Linked DNA regions of Sus scrofa: all the other regions are linked to region 4. The links are chromatin contacts, called in public Hi-C, HiChIP or PLAC-seq and promoter capture Hi-C maps. All regions are on one chromosome and are shown on one strand. The core of a region is the stretch at or near the end of the contact, and the rest is flanking DNA. Distances in the headings are between cores, read along the strand shown. Region 1 overlaps ELF4 (ETS-related transcription factor Elf-4). Region 2 holds the start of ELF4 (ETS-related transcription factor Elf-4). Region 3 holds the start of AIFM1 (apoptosis inducing factor mitochondria associated 1). Region 4 holds the start of UTP14A (U3 small nucleolar RNA-associated protein 14 homolog A).

Evidence for each region. Promoter capture Hi-C pulls out the DNA fragments that hold promoters and counts their contacts. Hi-C and Micro-C count contacts between places; a contact is called where the count stands out from the background. HiChIP or PLAC-seq counts read pairs in DNA pulled down with a chosen protein or histone mark.
Region 1: a contact with region 4 is called in a promoter capture Hi-C map of fetal liver, with 3 times the contacts expected there. The contact joins the enhancer-like site here to the promoter of UTP14A in region 4. A contact is called at or near these places in 3 of 5 promoter capture datasets (fetal liver, fetal skeletal muscle and liver), 5 of 47 Hi-C or Micro-C datasets (embryonic fibroblasts, fetal skeletal muscle, fibroblasts and 2 more) and 2 of 2 datasets of contacts at active chromatin or transcription factors (alveolar macrophages and skeletal muscle).
Region 2: a contact with region 4 is called in a Hi-C map of skeletal muscle, with 5 times the contacts expected there. The contact joins the promoter of ELF4 here to the promoter of UTP14A in region 4. A contact is called at or near these places in 2 of 5 promoter capture datasets (fetal liver and liver), 2 of 47 Hi-C or Micro-C datasets (both in skeletal muscle) and 2 of 2 datasets of contacts at active chromatin or transcription factors (alveolar macrophages and skeletal muscle).
Region 3: a contact with region 4 is called in an H3K27ac HiChIP or PLAC-seq map of alveolar macrophages. The contact joins the promoter of AIFM1 here to the promoter of UTP14A in region 4. A contact is called at or near these places in 2 of 5 promoter capture datasets (fetal liver and liver), 1 of 47 Hi-C or Micro-C datasets (fetal liver) and 1 of 2 datasets of contacts at active chromatin or transcription factors (alveolar macrophages).

Annotation. Positions count from the first base shown.
Region 1 is chrX:106,614,529-106,618,085 of Sscrofa11.1, reverse strand. ELF4 (ETS-related transcription factor Elf-4) reads left to right here. Exons shown (of 9, transcript XM_003135369.4): 9 at 1-339. Among named protein-coding and RNA genes, the nearest start is that of ELF4, 45 kb to the left of the region's middle. Within about 2 kb of position 1,840, at least 34 of the 83 cell types and tissues checked have an H3K27ac peak or open chromatin away from gene starts, as enhancers often do. A contact at or near this core is called in alveolar macrophages, fetal liver, liver and 2 more, where this site is marked.
Region 2 is chrX:106,659,882-106,663,389 of Sscrofa11.1, reverse strand. It overlaps ELF4 (ETS-related transcription factor Elf-4), which reads left to right and starts at 2,050. Exons shown (of 9, transcript XM_003135369.4): 1 at 2,050-2,362. It overlaps LOC106507037 (a long non-coding RNA gene), which reads right to left and starts at 2,373. Exons shown (of 4, transcript XR_002340829.1): 1 at 2,264-2,373.
Region 3 is chrX:106,706,473-106,709,965 of Sscrofa11.1, reverse strand. AIFM1 (apoptosis inducing factor mitochondria associated 1) reads left to right here and starts at 1,843. Exons shown (of 16, transcript NM_001297632.1): 1 at 1,843-1,950. The coding sequence starts at 1,845. It also overlaps a transcript of RAB33A not described here.
Region 4 is chrX:106,477,177-106,480,889 of Sscrofa11.1, reverse strand. It overlaps UTP14A (U3 small nucleolar RNA-associated protein 14 homolog A), which reads right to left and starts at 1,862. Exons shown (of 15, transcript XM_003135366.4): 1 at 1,707-1,862; 2 at 562-640. The coding sequence starts at 1,732.

The DNA of each region.
Region 1 (3,557 bases), core at 591-3,090, 140 kb before region 4:
AGAGCCTCAGGAGACAGGTTCATTTCAACCAGGGTCATGTGGCAACGACATCCCTGCCTTTGCAATGGTTTAGTTTAATGGAGTCAAGAGACTTGCTCCTCACTCCCAGCAGCCAGTGCATTACTCGCTCCTCTGGGCTCCCACAGCACTTTGTATATACCTCTTATTGTAGCACTTAGCACACAGTAGCTCCTTAGCTATGTGTTTATGTATGTTTTCCCTCCAATAGACTGTGAGCTCCTCAAGGACAGGGACTGTGTGTTAGTCACTGATGTATCCCCAGCGCCTAGCACAGTGCCTGGCACACAGTAGGTGCTCAATAAATGTTTATGGAAAGAATGAATGAGTCCTGTTTCTAATCGTGAGGATTTCAGCCCTATACTAAGGCAGACAAGAGGGGAGGGAGAAGGACAGCCCGTTCTTGGGGGCCACCACCGCTGCTGACCCCTCTTACAGCGCTATGGGCAGCTGCCTCCTTTCCCCATGTCTGTGGCCACCCCAGGACACCAGGGTACACAAGGAACGCAAGGCTGCTTCCTGCAGTGACTTGCTGTCACCAGGTGCCTCGAGGGACTCTGAACTCCTGCCTTTTGCTGATGACCCCTTCCTGGGACATCACTATGGCCTCATCTTTGGGTGGAACCGAGTGGTAGAAATGTCAGGTCCGGTGGAAGGGGCGGGGCAAGAAATATTATTAGTCTTTCAGACCCGACCATGTTTTGTTTTGTTTTGTTTGCTATTTCTTGGGCTGCTCCTATGGAGGTTCCCAGGCTAGGGGTTGAATCGGAGCTATAGCCACCGGCCTACGCCAGAGCCACAGCAACACGGGATCCGAGCCGCGTCTGCAACCTACACCACAGCTCCCGGCAACGCCAGATCGTTAACCCACTGAGCAAGGGCAGGGACCGAACCCGCAACCTCCTGGTTCCTAGTCGGATTCGTTAACCACTGCGCCACAACGGGAACTCCCCGATCATGTATTTTTAAAGAGGCAAGTGTCTCCGGCTCAAAGGCCGCTGGATCTGAGGTGAGTGAGCTCTTTGCCCTCTGGGCCGCTCCCAGGCTTGGGAGGCCAAGGCGGTGGGTCGCAGCAACAGCCGCCGCCTTGGCACGCCAGGCTGGGGGCCCGTGTCCAGCAGGTGGCGCTGTGGAGCCAGCGAAGGCGGGCGGGCGGGCGGCCGGGCGGCCTGGCGGAGCCGGGGAAGGGAGAGGTGGCCAGGGCGGGGCCTGCCGCTCCAGAGAGAGACAGCCGAAGCCGACATCTTCCCGTCCCTCTGTCCTGACCGTGAGCCCTCAACCAAGGCCTTTCTTCGCTCGAGATCTTGGAACTTTCCCCAGGGCCCCCGCCCCCTCCACTTTCCGGGGGGGGGGATTTAGCAGTCCTTTGAATGCCCTCTCCCCATTGGCCGGCCGCGCCCTGGCCCCGCCCCCTTCACCGCCCCCCCCCGTCCCCCCGCCTCCCGGACTAGCAGGTGAGCACGCGGCTGGCCTAGCCTTCAGCGCCGGCAGCCGCTCTTGTCCTGGCTGTGCGAGTGAGCCCCGGCCACCGCCCCGTGCCGCCGGGCGCCTGGCCTGGCCCACCTCCCCACTGCGGCCTGCTTGTAGCTATACTTTCACGCGGCGCCGCTTTCAACCGTGAAATCAGCGATCCGGGCGCCGGCGACAGCCGTTTGCCCGCGGATGGCTGCGGCCGCCCGCGGCACGAGCCCGGGCTCCTGGGGGGCCGGCATGCGGACGGGGTGACATCCGAGCCCAGCTGCACAACGCTGCGTCTGGCCAGCGCCCCTTGCCGGCCGTGGAAAGCTGTAGTCTAGAGGAACACGTGGAGTCCGGCCCGCCCCGCTGCGGGGTCCAGAAGGCCCGAGCACTTGGCGCCTCCTCCTGGCAGCTAAGCAGGCAGTCCTCGGGGCCGACTCCATCCCCCCCCACCCCAAACACACACGCACACACGTCTCAGCAGGGGCGGGACCCTCATAGGTTAGAATACGGAACCGACAGGAGTTTACCGCCCAATTCACCACCCCGACCTAAACGGCGATGCAGGGAGAGCGGAGGAATGGCCCTTTCTCAGGGAGAGTGAGACTTGAGCAGGGCCTCCCTTTCAACCCTGCGCCCCAAAGAGGAACATTCTGGTAAGGCCATCATTAACTCGGCTCGTGACTTCAGCATGTAGGAGGAACTAACTCCGGCTAAACAGCCGTGTTTACTCAATGTGATTCTCCTGTGTCGTCCGTAAATTGAGCCCCATTTAGGTCCAAAAGATTAGGTTCTCGCTCACCTGAGGTCAGCCTGGGTGTTAAGCGGTGGGCAGGCCCTTTCCCCCAGGCTGTACTGAAAGGATCAGCTCATTTAGTAAGAGGCCAGCATCCTCACCCCAGTGTGGACCAGGGATGCTGATTTACCTCCTGCTTTATGGGATTCACAGTCCAAACCTCCTACTTTGATCTTTCCACTCTGGGAGAAGGGTAGTGAAAGGACTCCAGAGGTGAGGGGAAAGGAATCTGAAAGCGAGAGACAAGAAACTGCTGTCTGGTTCCACTTTTGTTTTTGGTCTTTTTGTCTTTTTAGGGCCGCACCCTCAGCATATGGAGGTTCCCAGGCTAGGGGTCCAATCGGAGCTGTAGCCGCCGGCCTGCACCACAGCCACAGCAACTCGAGATCCCCAACCCACTGAGCGAGGCCACGGATGGAACCTCCTGTCCTCATGGATGCTAGTCGGGTTCGTTAACCGCTGAGCGAGCCACAGCGGGAACTCCTGGTTCCACTTTTAACTCACTTTCTCCAGAGAAATAAAGGGGTGTGTGTACCCTCACACCCAAACCCAAGCCCCCAAGGCTGTCCATGGGTTCCCAAAGGACCATTTCCTGGTCCTTTGGGGTCATTCTGATTTTGCCCACAGCATCTCCCTCCTGCCCTAAATGGAAATCTTTATAGTACCCCCACCACTCACTCATCATCCTTCCTTCTGAATCTCAAGCAATCGCCCTTTCCCCTCCCTCTGCCTGTCCTACCTCCAACACATTTTTACCAATGTAGTAAAGTCAAAAAAGCCTTGGAGTTCCCGTCATGGCTCAGCGGTTAACGAACCCAACTAGCATTCATGAGGACAGGAGGTTCCATTCTGGCCTCACTCAGTGGGTTAAGGGTCCAGCGTTGCTGTGGCTGTGGTGTAGGCCGGCAGCTACAGCTCCAATTAGACCCCTAGCCTGGGAACCTCCATATGCCGCGAGAGTGACCCTAAGGAGACCAAAAAAAAAAAAAAAGCCTCTGTCACTACCCAGTTTCAAGAGTTCCCATAGTTCCCCATCGTTCAAGGCAAAGGTCAAAGCCATGCTCCTTGGCACAGCCGGTAGGGCTCCTACACCCTCCTTCCCCATTTGTCCCTTCAAGCTGCCATGACACTGAAGTGGGTTGCAGTTTCTTGTACACACGACCCTCCTCTTTATCTCCCAGCCCGTGCTCAGATGTCCGCTTAGTTCGAAGATTCTTCCCTGCCCCTCCCAATTCCCATTTTCCTACTTGTCAACTAGGCATCACTTCCAACCACCCTGGGGCCC
Region 2 (3,508 bases), core at 801-3,300, 180 kb before region 4:
GAGGCACCACCATTAGTCCTCAGAAGCTTCCAGCCCTGCCAGACTTTCTCCTGAGAGCTGGGTTGAGAAAAGATGAGGTGAGAAGAGATGATGCTGAAAGCAGCTAACATTTATTGAGGGCTTATTAAGTACCAGGCTCTGCCATAGACACAGGCTATATCTTTTAAGCCTCACCACAGCCTTGGGAAATAGATTCATATTATCCTCGATTTAAAAGTAAGGAAAATGAGGAATTGCCGTTGTGGTGCAGTGGAAAGGAATCCGACTAGTATCCAGGAGGATGCAGGATCAATCCCTGGCCTCGCTCAGAGGGTCGGGAATCCGGCGTTGCCATGAGCTGTGGCATAGGCCGGCAGCCGTAGCTCCAGTTCGACCCCTGGCCTGGGAACCTCCATGCTCCTGAGGTGCAGCCCTAAAAAGCAATAAATAAATAAATAGTGAGGAAAATGAGGCTCTGGAGAGTTTAAGGAACATGCCCAAAGACATACAGCCGGTAAATGGTGCTGCTGGAATAGGAACCCTGGAATGTTAGAGACCACAGAACCCTCATCAAAATGGGAGTGGGGTGTGTGTGTGTGTGTGTGTGTGTGTGTGTGGATCAAAGTAAAGGGGGCTTAAGGATGGCTGGAACCTACCACAATTTGAGAAGGGGGCTTCACTGGCAAGAGGACAACAGAAAATTGTTTGTCTCCAGAACCTGGAATTCCCTGGGGAAAGTGTGCCTGCTTACAAGTGAAATATTGCTCTTGGCTCTTTATTCAGGGACTTAGGTTTAGGTAGACAAGAGGTCTCAAGGTGCCCCGGTGCCCCAGTCCAGCCCCTGGGTCTTTCCCTGGAAACTCTGCAGCTGTCTTCCCCACCATCATCCACCACCAGCCCTGTTCCCCTGTGCTGTGCCAGGGACTATCCTTTCCTGCGGCTGGGGAAGCAGACAGATGCTGGTGGCTGAGCAGATCCCTGAACCTCAGGCCCTCGGACCACCCCCACCTCTCACAGGGCCTCCTCCCCTGGGGCCCTTTCCGCTTTGCTGCTTTCTGCCAAGGAGATGCCGGCCTGAGGCCTGGCTGGGCCCCTCCCCCAGACCATGTAGAGCCATAAGAAGTGACAATTCCCAGCCAACTCCCCCCGCTTAGAACCTCCTGGCTGTGGGATCAGGTTGGGGTAGCTGGTAGGGCTGCTGGGGCAGGTCAGAGGAGAGGGTAAGGGGGAGGTAGAATGGGAGACTGGGGTTCAAGTGGGTGCCTTAAGCAGAGCAGCCTGGCTTTGGACAGAAGAGGGACACGAGCTTTTTTCCCAGCACCCCAACTCTGGCCACCTTTGCACCTGCTGCACCGGCCCCTCTCCCCCCAACCCTCCCCCCCATTCATATCCTCCTGGCCTCGCCCACTGGGAGCCCTAGGCTCCACTTCCCTAAGAAATCCCCCAAACTCTCTAGTCACGCCCAGTGCACGATGCATTGGCCTGGGATCCCGCGGTGTCTGGCGTACCATCCCGAATTGTATCCTCTGGGCATCTCCCGGCCTCACCCACCCGCTTGGCCCGCCCTCACGCCAGGTCCGCCACACAGCAGGCGCTCAATAATAATCTGGAGCGCAGGGCCAAAGGCGTCAAGCGAGTGGAGCCCACAGGCCGAGGGGGCCGGACACAGCCACCCGGAGCCCCCCCCGCCCCCGTCCCCCCACCCCGGGAATGGAGTGGCTTTCTCCGCGAGGCATTGTGTGGGGGCTCCCCGCCGGGAGCTGCGGGGGTCCCCGGGAAGCGCCGCGTGAGGGACGCTGGGCGCGCGCCGTGGGGCTCTGCGGGAGCCGGGTTCTCGTGGTCCCCCGGGGGCGAGCGAGCCGGGAGGGGAAGGAGAGGCCGCGCGGGCCCCTGGCACGGCTCCCCCTGCCGTGCTGGCGACCGCGGCGGGCCGGGGGTGGAGGGGCGCTGTTTCCACCAAGACGCCTCGTCCCTCCCTCGCGCCCTCCCCCACCCCGCCCGCCCGCGGTCCCTCCCGTCGGTCCCTCCCTCAGGCTCTTCCCTCCCTCCCGCCCTGCCTCCTTCGCGCCCGCCCCAGCCGCCGCCTGCGGGGACGTGTGTGTCTCTAGTGCAATTTCCCCTTTCGCTCGGTTGTCTGAGTGCAGGTCTCCGCTGGCTCGCGCCCCCTCCCCGGGCGCCCCCGCCGCCCCCTCCCCCGGCCTGGCCCTCCCCGGCGTCCACCCGGCTCCCCTCGCACTCCACCCCGCCCCCCGGAGTCGTTTTATCAGGGGCGCCGCCGTCTCACCTGGTATTTGCATCTCGCCCTCCAACTTGCCATTGGCGGCGCGACGTGTGGGAGAGCCCTGCGCCTCGCCCGCCCGGACCAGCCTGCCCCGGCGCCGAGGTGAGTCACGGGCGCGGGGCCGCGGGGGCAGGCGGGCAGGGAGGAGAGGAGGGAGGGAAGGAGGGAGGGGGACGGTGGCCCCGGCGGCCGCGGGGACCGACCGGGCGCCGCGCTCAACTTCCACTTCTCCTTTCGCCGGCGCCGAGGTCCCGGCTCCACTCGCCGGGCCCGGCTTCTGAGGGGAGAAGGCGGGCTGGCGGGGCTGAGGATCGGCGTCCCGGCCCTTGGAGCGGGGAGCTAGACCCCGGCCTGACGACCGAGCCCTCTCGGCCTCAGGTACGTCGATGGCGCCAGTTCTCCGAGCCTTCGGGGACCTCGGAAAGTTTGCCTGAGGGCGGGATCGGGGACGCCGGGGCCGCCCCGGGGCGTAGGGGTTGGGGGCCCAGGAAAGGGTGGGAGAGCGGCGGCGTGTCGCGTCCCGCCCTTGCCTCGCCCCACCGCGTGTTCAGTGGGGAACCCGGACTCCTGATCCCGGGTTTGAAGCGGAATCGATTTCCCGTGTCAGGGTGGGGGCCGGTCTGCGCGCTCCCGGAGCAGCCCGGGGTCCGTGACCGGGCCGATCGTGACAGCCGGCCCCCAAAGCTCGGGGCCCGAGGGCGGGAGGTCGGGCCTCACTGCGGCGGGGCTGCTAGATTGATCTGGCGGCCTCTAGGGCTTCTGGGACCAGACGCCTTAGGGTAACACACACACACACTCTCTCTCTCTTTCTCTCTCTCTCTCTCTTTCCCTTTCCCTCTCTGCCTCTACACACACACACACACACACACACACACACACACACACACACACACACACACACACACACACACACCTATGACTTGGATAATTGGATTGCCAAAATAGAGACCTCTTGGCAGCGGCCAGAGTTTCCGTGTGAGCCGGCCGCCAGCCTTCCCGCTCCCGCGTTCCCGCTCTCCCGGCTTCTCCCGCCTCTCTGTTCCCTCCTCTGCCGCCGGCTCGGGGACGCAGCAGCCGCGCAGCGCCGGTCCCCGACCGTCAGCGCCTTGCCTTTGGAGACCGCTGAGGCGGCGGCTTTCTGAATTTCTGGTCCCTCCATCGCACCCTCACTCTGCCGCCCTTCCCTCGGGATGCAGCCTTCCTGACCAGAGTCGCCTCCTGACCCCTTGGCTCCGCGCCTTGGCCAGG
Region 3 (3,493 bases), core at 594-3,093, 230 kb before region 4:
GATTAAGGATCCAGCATTGTTACTGCGGTGGCTCAGGTTCGATCCTTGGCCCTGAAACTTCCCCATGTCATTGGTGTGGCCAAAAAAAAAAAGTCATGGTATTGCCTGCACTTCTGAACATTAGTCTATTCTTAATGAGTAAGGGAATACTGGGTCATTTTTACCCAATAAATACTGTTTCCTGAATTAAACTTCCTCAAACAACACCTTTGTAATTTCATTTTCTATCCTTAATCCACTAAAAATAATAACTTCATCACCTACAAGATTAGGGCTAAATTCTTTTACCAGTTCAAATCTGGCCCTACCATATTCACTTGTCCTTATTTACTTCTTAGTATGTACTCTCTGTCATTGTCCCCTATAAATGTGCTGGGGTTTGTTTGTTTTATACCTCCAAGCTATTTAAACAACATGATGCATCCTGTAAAATACTTTACAAATATTAGGTCATGTAATCTTCATAACAACCCTATGAGATTGATAGATGAGGAAACTGAAGCACAAGTGACTTTTCCAAGTGGCAGAGCCAGGATTCAACTTGGGGCAGAAGGGATCCAAAGTCAATGGTGCTTGACCACTGAAAATATTACTTTGGGTCCCAATGAATTCACCATCTGAAATATCATCCCTTCTCCATTGTCTATTTGAATTTTAATACTCATCCTTCAAGATGTAGCTTAAGTAACATTTCTTGTATGAAGTCATTCCTTAGCTTTTCCATCCCATACTTTTCTCTTGCTCTGGCACTACATCAGATATTTAAATGACCAGTGTATGTCATCTTCCCAATCAGACAGTGACCACTTCCTATACTATTCACATCCCCCAGAGCTCCTCTCATAGCACAGTCCAAATGGCAAGTGCTCAATACTTGTTAACCAAACATGTAACTCAAAGCTTTGAAAAAGACATATTTTGCATACAGCCCAAAGTTTATTTCCAATTTAGCTTACATGTGGTAGAGTCAAAACACCTATCTGCACTCAGCCTCTCACCCTACTCCTCCAACTCTTTTAAAAAATCTGCTTAGGATTTCTCTCATATAAAGTCGGTGAAGCACAAACTCTTTTTGCCGGCATCCTGCTCTCAAGCACCGAAGCCGTAACAGCCGACTACCGCAGCACCCGGTACAGCATCTAGGACACAGAACCGCACAGTATAAAAGTGGTATGGGAAAGAGTGAGCGGAATGTCTACTGGTCCAGGAAACAGGCGCTTGGTAGGAAAGCGCCAGCAATTTGTAAAAGACGGAAGTCCGCTCCGAATCTGGGAAGCCAGGTTCCCCGGCAGGCCCTGTGGAAAGACTGGAAGTGGACTTCAGCAAGAGAATCCGGAAGGCTTATTACCTAGTAATTAGGAACCTAAAACAGAAGACTAAACCGCGGCGCTGAGGCCACGCTTTGTGAGGTACTGTTACCGCAGCAGTACTGGCCACAACCAGGCAGAGCGGCCCCATCAGCCGCTCCTCGGGCAGCTTTCCAAAAGCGCTTACCCACACGTGTTGCCACCAACCTGCGGAAAATAGCTAGCAACTCCGGCTGGGGTCTTTGCAAGTGTGAGGGCAGCTAGGCACATGCGCACAGCTTCTCGCCGTGCGGGCCAATCGCAATGCGGCGCTGAGCATCGCGCCTGCGCAGTAGGCCTCCAGGCGCTCTTCCCCTTCCCTGCCGGAGCTGGCCGGCTTAGCTGTCCAATGCCCACCCGGAGCTGGGAGGAGGAGCCTGCGTAGAGTGCGTGTGAAGGGAGCAAGGGGAACGGCCCGGGGCCCTTGGTGTTTGACCCGTCCGTCGGTGCGTAAGAAGAAAGGAAAGGAGGCGGCGGTCCAGAGTAGCGGTTGCCGAAATGTTCCGGTGTGGAGGCTTGGCGGCGGGTGCTTTGAAGCAGAAGCTGGCGCCCTTGGTGCGGACGGTGTGCGTCCGAGGCCCGAGGCAGAGGAACCGGCTCCCAGGTGATTGACCCATCCCGGTAACCCCCACCTCGAAGTCCAAAGGCCTGGGCTCCAAAGGCTCTCTTTGCCTCTCAGTCCTAAGCCCACCCCACCCCCACCCCAGGGGAAAAACTAAACACACTCACAGTCGCTAAATTCCGAGGTGGAGAGATCTAAACTGTGAGTTTCGCAAATCGTGCTGACCTGACCTTCAGGGGATTTGAGCCCAGTAGTCGGCTTGAGGCCTTTTCCTGGGAGGCTTTGCTGTTCGGGGATAACAGACCAGCTGGCTGTCTCCTATTGTCCGATGCCACCTCGCAGCCACCCCCAGTTGGCCTTTTTAGAGCCGTGAGGTCAAGTCGACTTTGTCGTTTGTCGGTTGTGAGGCCCTAAGCAGGACGTTTAAGCTCGACACCTCAGGTCCTTTTGTAAATGAGTATATTGCCTGCCTACCTTCCAAACCCCACCTGTGATTCATAGATTTGAGCGCCCTGAGAAGCAGAAACAGTGCAATGAAAGTAAAGAGTCAGTCGGCTATGCGCCAGACACCAGGAAGAGTTGGCCCAGAATTCATTTGACATGTCTGGTCAGTGGAATTCTTGCTGGTCTCTAATGCTTCTAAGAAACAGTTTGCAGAACGCATTGCATTTGCCCTCCATGAAGTTGTTTCATCAAATGTTAGAGCTGGAAGGGATTTCGTGGTAAAGTTCAACCCATTCATTTTATAGATAATAAACCGAGGCAAAGACAGGTGAAATTACATGCCCAAGGTCACAAACCTAATTAATAGGCAGAGCAAAGTATAGTTTTCCAGTCTTTATTTCCCTAATCCCCTCGCCCTAACTCCACATTGCTTTCTAAAATTTGACCTCAGAAGGTTAAGAATGAATGCGGTTCCCCTTCAGCCGGTTGTGCATCAGATACCCTTGAATGTATCCAAGCTTATCTCGAGCCTGCTAATCTTCAACCTGCACAACTTCAGAGGGGTAAAGAATCATCTACCTGTAGGAGGTGCTGTTTTGTGGGTTTTTTAGTCAATAATCTTTGAATGGCCACCTGAAGATATTCATATTTGCAATGTGAGAAATGATCCTTGAGGCCTTTTCTTTCTTTTTTCTCTTTTACTTTCTTTTTTTTTTAAGGGCTGCACCCAAGGCATATGGAAGTTCCCAGGCTAGGGGTATTCGAAAGTTGCCCAGAAATTTACACAGAAACTTAAGTAAGCTGAAGATTTTCATCTACACACACTGGCCTTTCAAACTTTATGTACTTATTTTGCCTAAATTGTTTTGTGGGAAAACTAAGAATTATTGGCAATAGAGATCCTGAGGAGGAGTTCCTGCAGTGGTGCAGTGAGTTCGGAATCCAACTGCAGTGGCTCAGGTCCCTGCAGAAGCTCAGGTTTGACCCCCACCCCCCGCCCACTGAGTGGGTTAAAAGATTCCCTGTTGCCCTGCAGGCGTAGCTCGAAGCTAAGGCTTGGACTCAGTCCCTGGCCTGGGAACTTCCTTAGGCCACCTATGCTGCCAATAAAAAAAAAAAAAAAAAAAAAAGGAGTGAGAAA
Region 4 (3,713 bases), core at 613-3,112:
CAGATTCGTTAACCACTGAGCTACGACAGGAACTCTGCTAACTGAACGAAATCTGAAGAGGATTTTTTCTTTTACCAAAGGAAAGAAAAAAAGAGAGGCCAAAGTGGTGTAAAGCAAATTTTCAAAGAGCAGAGGATACTTGTATTTAGTGTTTCTTTTACATAGAATCCAGCATTTGTTTTGCAGCAAGTTGTTATAGAGGCAGCACACATCCCAAGTGGCACCACCAAGCTCTTTCCCAGGAAATTACACTCAGCCTCTCAGCATCAAACTGCCAAAGAACTGTTTCTATGAGGATCCATGCTTTATCTTAATTTATTTTGTCCACCCATTGGCAAGATGTGTCCTCAGGTAGTTGCTTCTTTGCTTTATGCCATTCTGGCTTATGTGAGGTTTTGTAGGAACTGCTCTACTTTTGGGTAGTTGTAACTGTAATTTGTTTGTGAGATTTGAACAAGTATGAACAATGTTGCCACCCCTTTCCTTTCCAGGAACCTCAGTTTACCCTAATTTTGAGGCAGAAGGGAAACTGGAGAAGGCAGTGCAGCCAGTGTCACCCACCTCATCTTCACTGGTACTCAAGGAGTAGTCTTTTGGCAAATCCTCTAGTTCTTCCTGTTGGCTTAAAGCCAGAAGGCTGCTAAAGGAGACGAAAGGGAAATAGTGTCACTTGAAATAACTTTTCTTATATTGAAATAATCTCTAAAACATAACTTCAGTTCTCAGTACAAAACAGATTATCCCCTGGAAGAGGTGCAAATCCAGCCGTGTGAGCATTTTTGGAAATTAGTCAAGACAATAAATTTAGACCACGGAAGGCAGGCATCACCTGAAAGAGGTGAGCAGTGGTTAGTAGCACCCATATAGAACTGCATGCAAATGAAAAAGATCTAACACTCTTCGGTGATTGACTGCCACCGCATTTCCCACCGACCTCTGGGGGTGAGGGGTGTAAAAATGTCAGACCCTAAGGTGGCAGAAGACGTTGTTGCTAGGCAAGGCAATTCCACCATTAATATTTATAAGCATCCTCCACACTGAAGACATCTGTATAGCTGCAGCTTACTCAAAAGTGACATCTTGATCACTTGTTCTCTGGGATAGGGAAACGGGAAATGGGAAGGAAGCAGCTGAGTATACCATTTTCCCTGGAGCCTGTTTGACAAAGTAGGTGCTTAACTAGGGAGACTGGTACCCAGAAACAAATTATAGTCTACCATTACCTAACAGTATATGTCAATCTTCGCAAGGTAACCATTACTGCACAGATTGTATTTACTTCCCCTGGGGGAGGCATAAACGATCACAGAAAATGTCGTGGATGACTACAGTTAGCAAAGGTTTCCAAGAAAAAGGGAGTTTATAATGCAGGCACTGCCTGCGCGGAGGGTTTCGCTCTCTAGCAGCTACAGAAAAAAGGAGTCACGTGACTCCTCGAGGAAAGTGCAACATGTTAACTTAGCTGGAGAGGGAGAGGCCTCGTCAGGACCAACCGGGATGACACTAAAAAGCTAAGGAGCAGAGGGGGCGAATTAAATTAAATTAAAAGAGCTCTAAAGGATGGATCACGGAAATAGTAACGAATGGCGAGGTCTTGGGAGGAGAACAACTGTCGCCAGTTAAAAGGAGGACTCCATTTCTCAAAAGCCGGGGAACCCGGCTTCCAACGAGACCCAGACCCACCCCTCCCGTCTGCTACCCCTCACCTCTTCGCAGCCTGGCTCGCGCTCATCTCGGCAGCCTGTCTCTCACATGGGCCAGGAGCGGAAGCCGAAAGGAAAGCAATTTCCGTGCCGGCCGCAAAGCAATTTCTGCTTCCGCCAATCACGCGCGACAAGGTGCGTCACTTCCGGCCCGCCCCTGAGGCGTGCGAGAAACTGGAGCCACTTCGGGAGGGGCTTGCGGGGAACCTGGAGGCAGGAGATAAAAGCTTGTTTAGCGGGCGGAGCCTTGCTTTCCCCACCCACCCCTCGACTCGCGGGCGTGCCAGAGTCGATCCTCCTCGCCCCGGGTTTCCACGCGGCGCAGGTGTGCGAAGGTGCTGCGCTGTCAGGAACTGGGTTGAGCCTTCCTGTCCCTACCTGATCCAAAAGGAAAGGCTCTAGCGTCCGTCCGTGATCGACAGCGCCCTGTGAGCCTGCCGCTGGCCAGCTCTAGGCTTGGTTGACCGCCCAGGAAATGGCCAGCTTTGTACTAGGCCCTGGCGATCCGACGGTGGACAAAGCAAGTTTCCTCTCTTAAGGAAAAATCCCCTTTCACCTCGAGCCCCCTTGTAATTGCAGCTCTGAGTTCCTACTTCCCTGTGTAACAAAGTTTCATCCAAGAATGGGCTGTGTCAGTGGCCGCAACTTCCTTATCTCCCATCAACTTTTAAGAATTTTTCTTTAATTAAAAAGAATTTTTTCTTTAATTAAAAAAAATTATGGGGCATTTTGGCTGTGGCGCAGCGGATTAAGGATCCCTCGTCTCTGCAGCGGCTTCTGGTCGATTCCTGCAGGTTGATCCCTGGCCCCAGGAACTTCCATATGCCATTGGTGCCTGGGCGTGGCCAAAAATAAATAAATAAATAAATGAAAATAAAAATTTTTTTAATGTAGAAAAGTAATACAAGAAAACAGGCTTGGCATTTATTCATCGAAGCCACTCCCATTTTGCTTTTCTCCCCCCCACCATTCCACAGAACCTGCTCTGGACAAGATCGTCAGTGATACCTGAGGCTCCTAAATAAAACACTTCTCTGTCCTTGTCTGCCCAGAACTCTGTGGTATTCAATACTGTTGGTTGGTTTTCCTAGCCATATTCAGGGAATGTTTTTGACCTTCTACTATGTGCCAGGCCTCCTGGCACTGGGGATACATTGGTGAACAAAACAGACATGTTCCATGACTTTATAGAGTCTACTTTCTAGTGGGATTAAAGACAATTTTATCGTGGTGGAAACTCCATCCTGGGCTTTTATGACACCACTCTCCTGGTGTCTTAGCTTTGTAACCATCTTCTCTTCTTTGCTGGATACTTTCTCTGTACTTCCTAAATGATGTTCCCTAGGTTCTGCACTCAGTGAGGTTTGTTTATCTCACATGCTCTTCCTAAGCCTTTAACACTTGTATGAGAACTCCAAAAACCCACGTTCTTAGCTCAGACTAGTTATCTCTGATTGCCTTCTGGCAATCCTTTTTATCCCACAGGCAGGTCACCCGTGAAGTGTTCAATGATTTCTATCTTCCCTACCAGAGTTCTGTATTTCTCATCTCTAAGACTGGCACCATCAACTATCCGGTTAATTAAATCAGAAGTCTGAGTTAGGGAGTTCTGGCTGTGGCACAGGGAGTTAAGAATCTGACTGCAGCGGCTCCAGTCGCTGTGGAGGTGTGGGTTCCATTCTCTGTCCGGCACAGTGGGGTTAAAGTATCTGTTGTTACCACAGCTGTGGTGTAGTTCACTCAGAGTCAATCCCTGGCCTGGAACTTCCACCCAGATGCTGCCATAAAATTTAAAAAAGAGCCCGAGTCATCTTAGATTCCTCTCTCCCTTATGCTTTACAGTGGTCCCCTCACGTTGTCAGTTCTACTTACTAAATCTCTCTCACCAATCTCTCGGCCTTTCTATCATTATTGCCCTTGCATCAGACCCTTGCAATTTCAAGCCCATGAATGTGTTGCTGTCATGTTTTCTATAAAAGGGGAACATTACAACATGTGGACGAAGAGCAT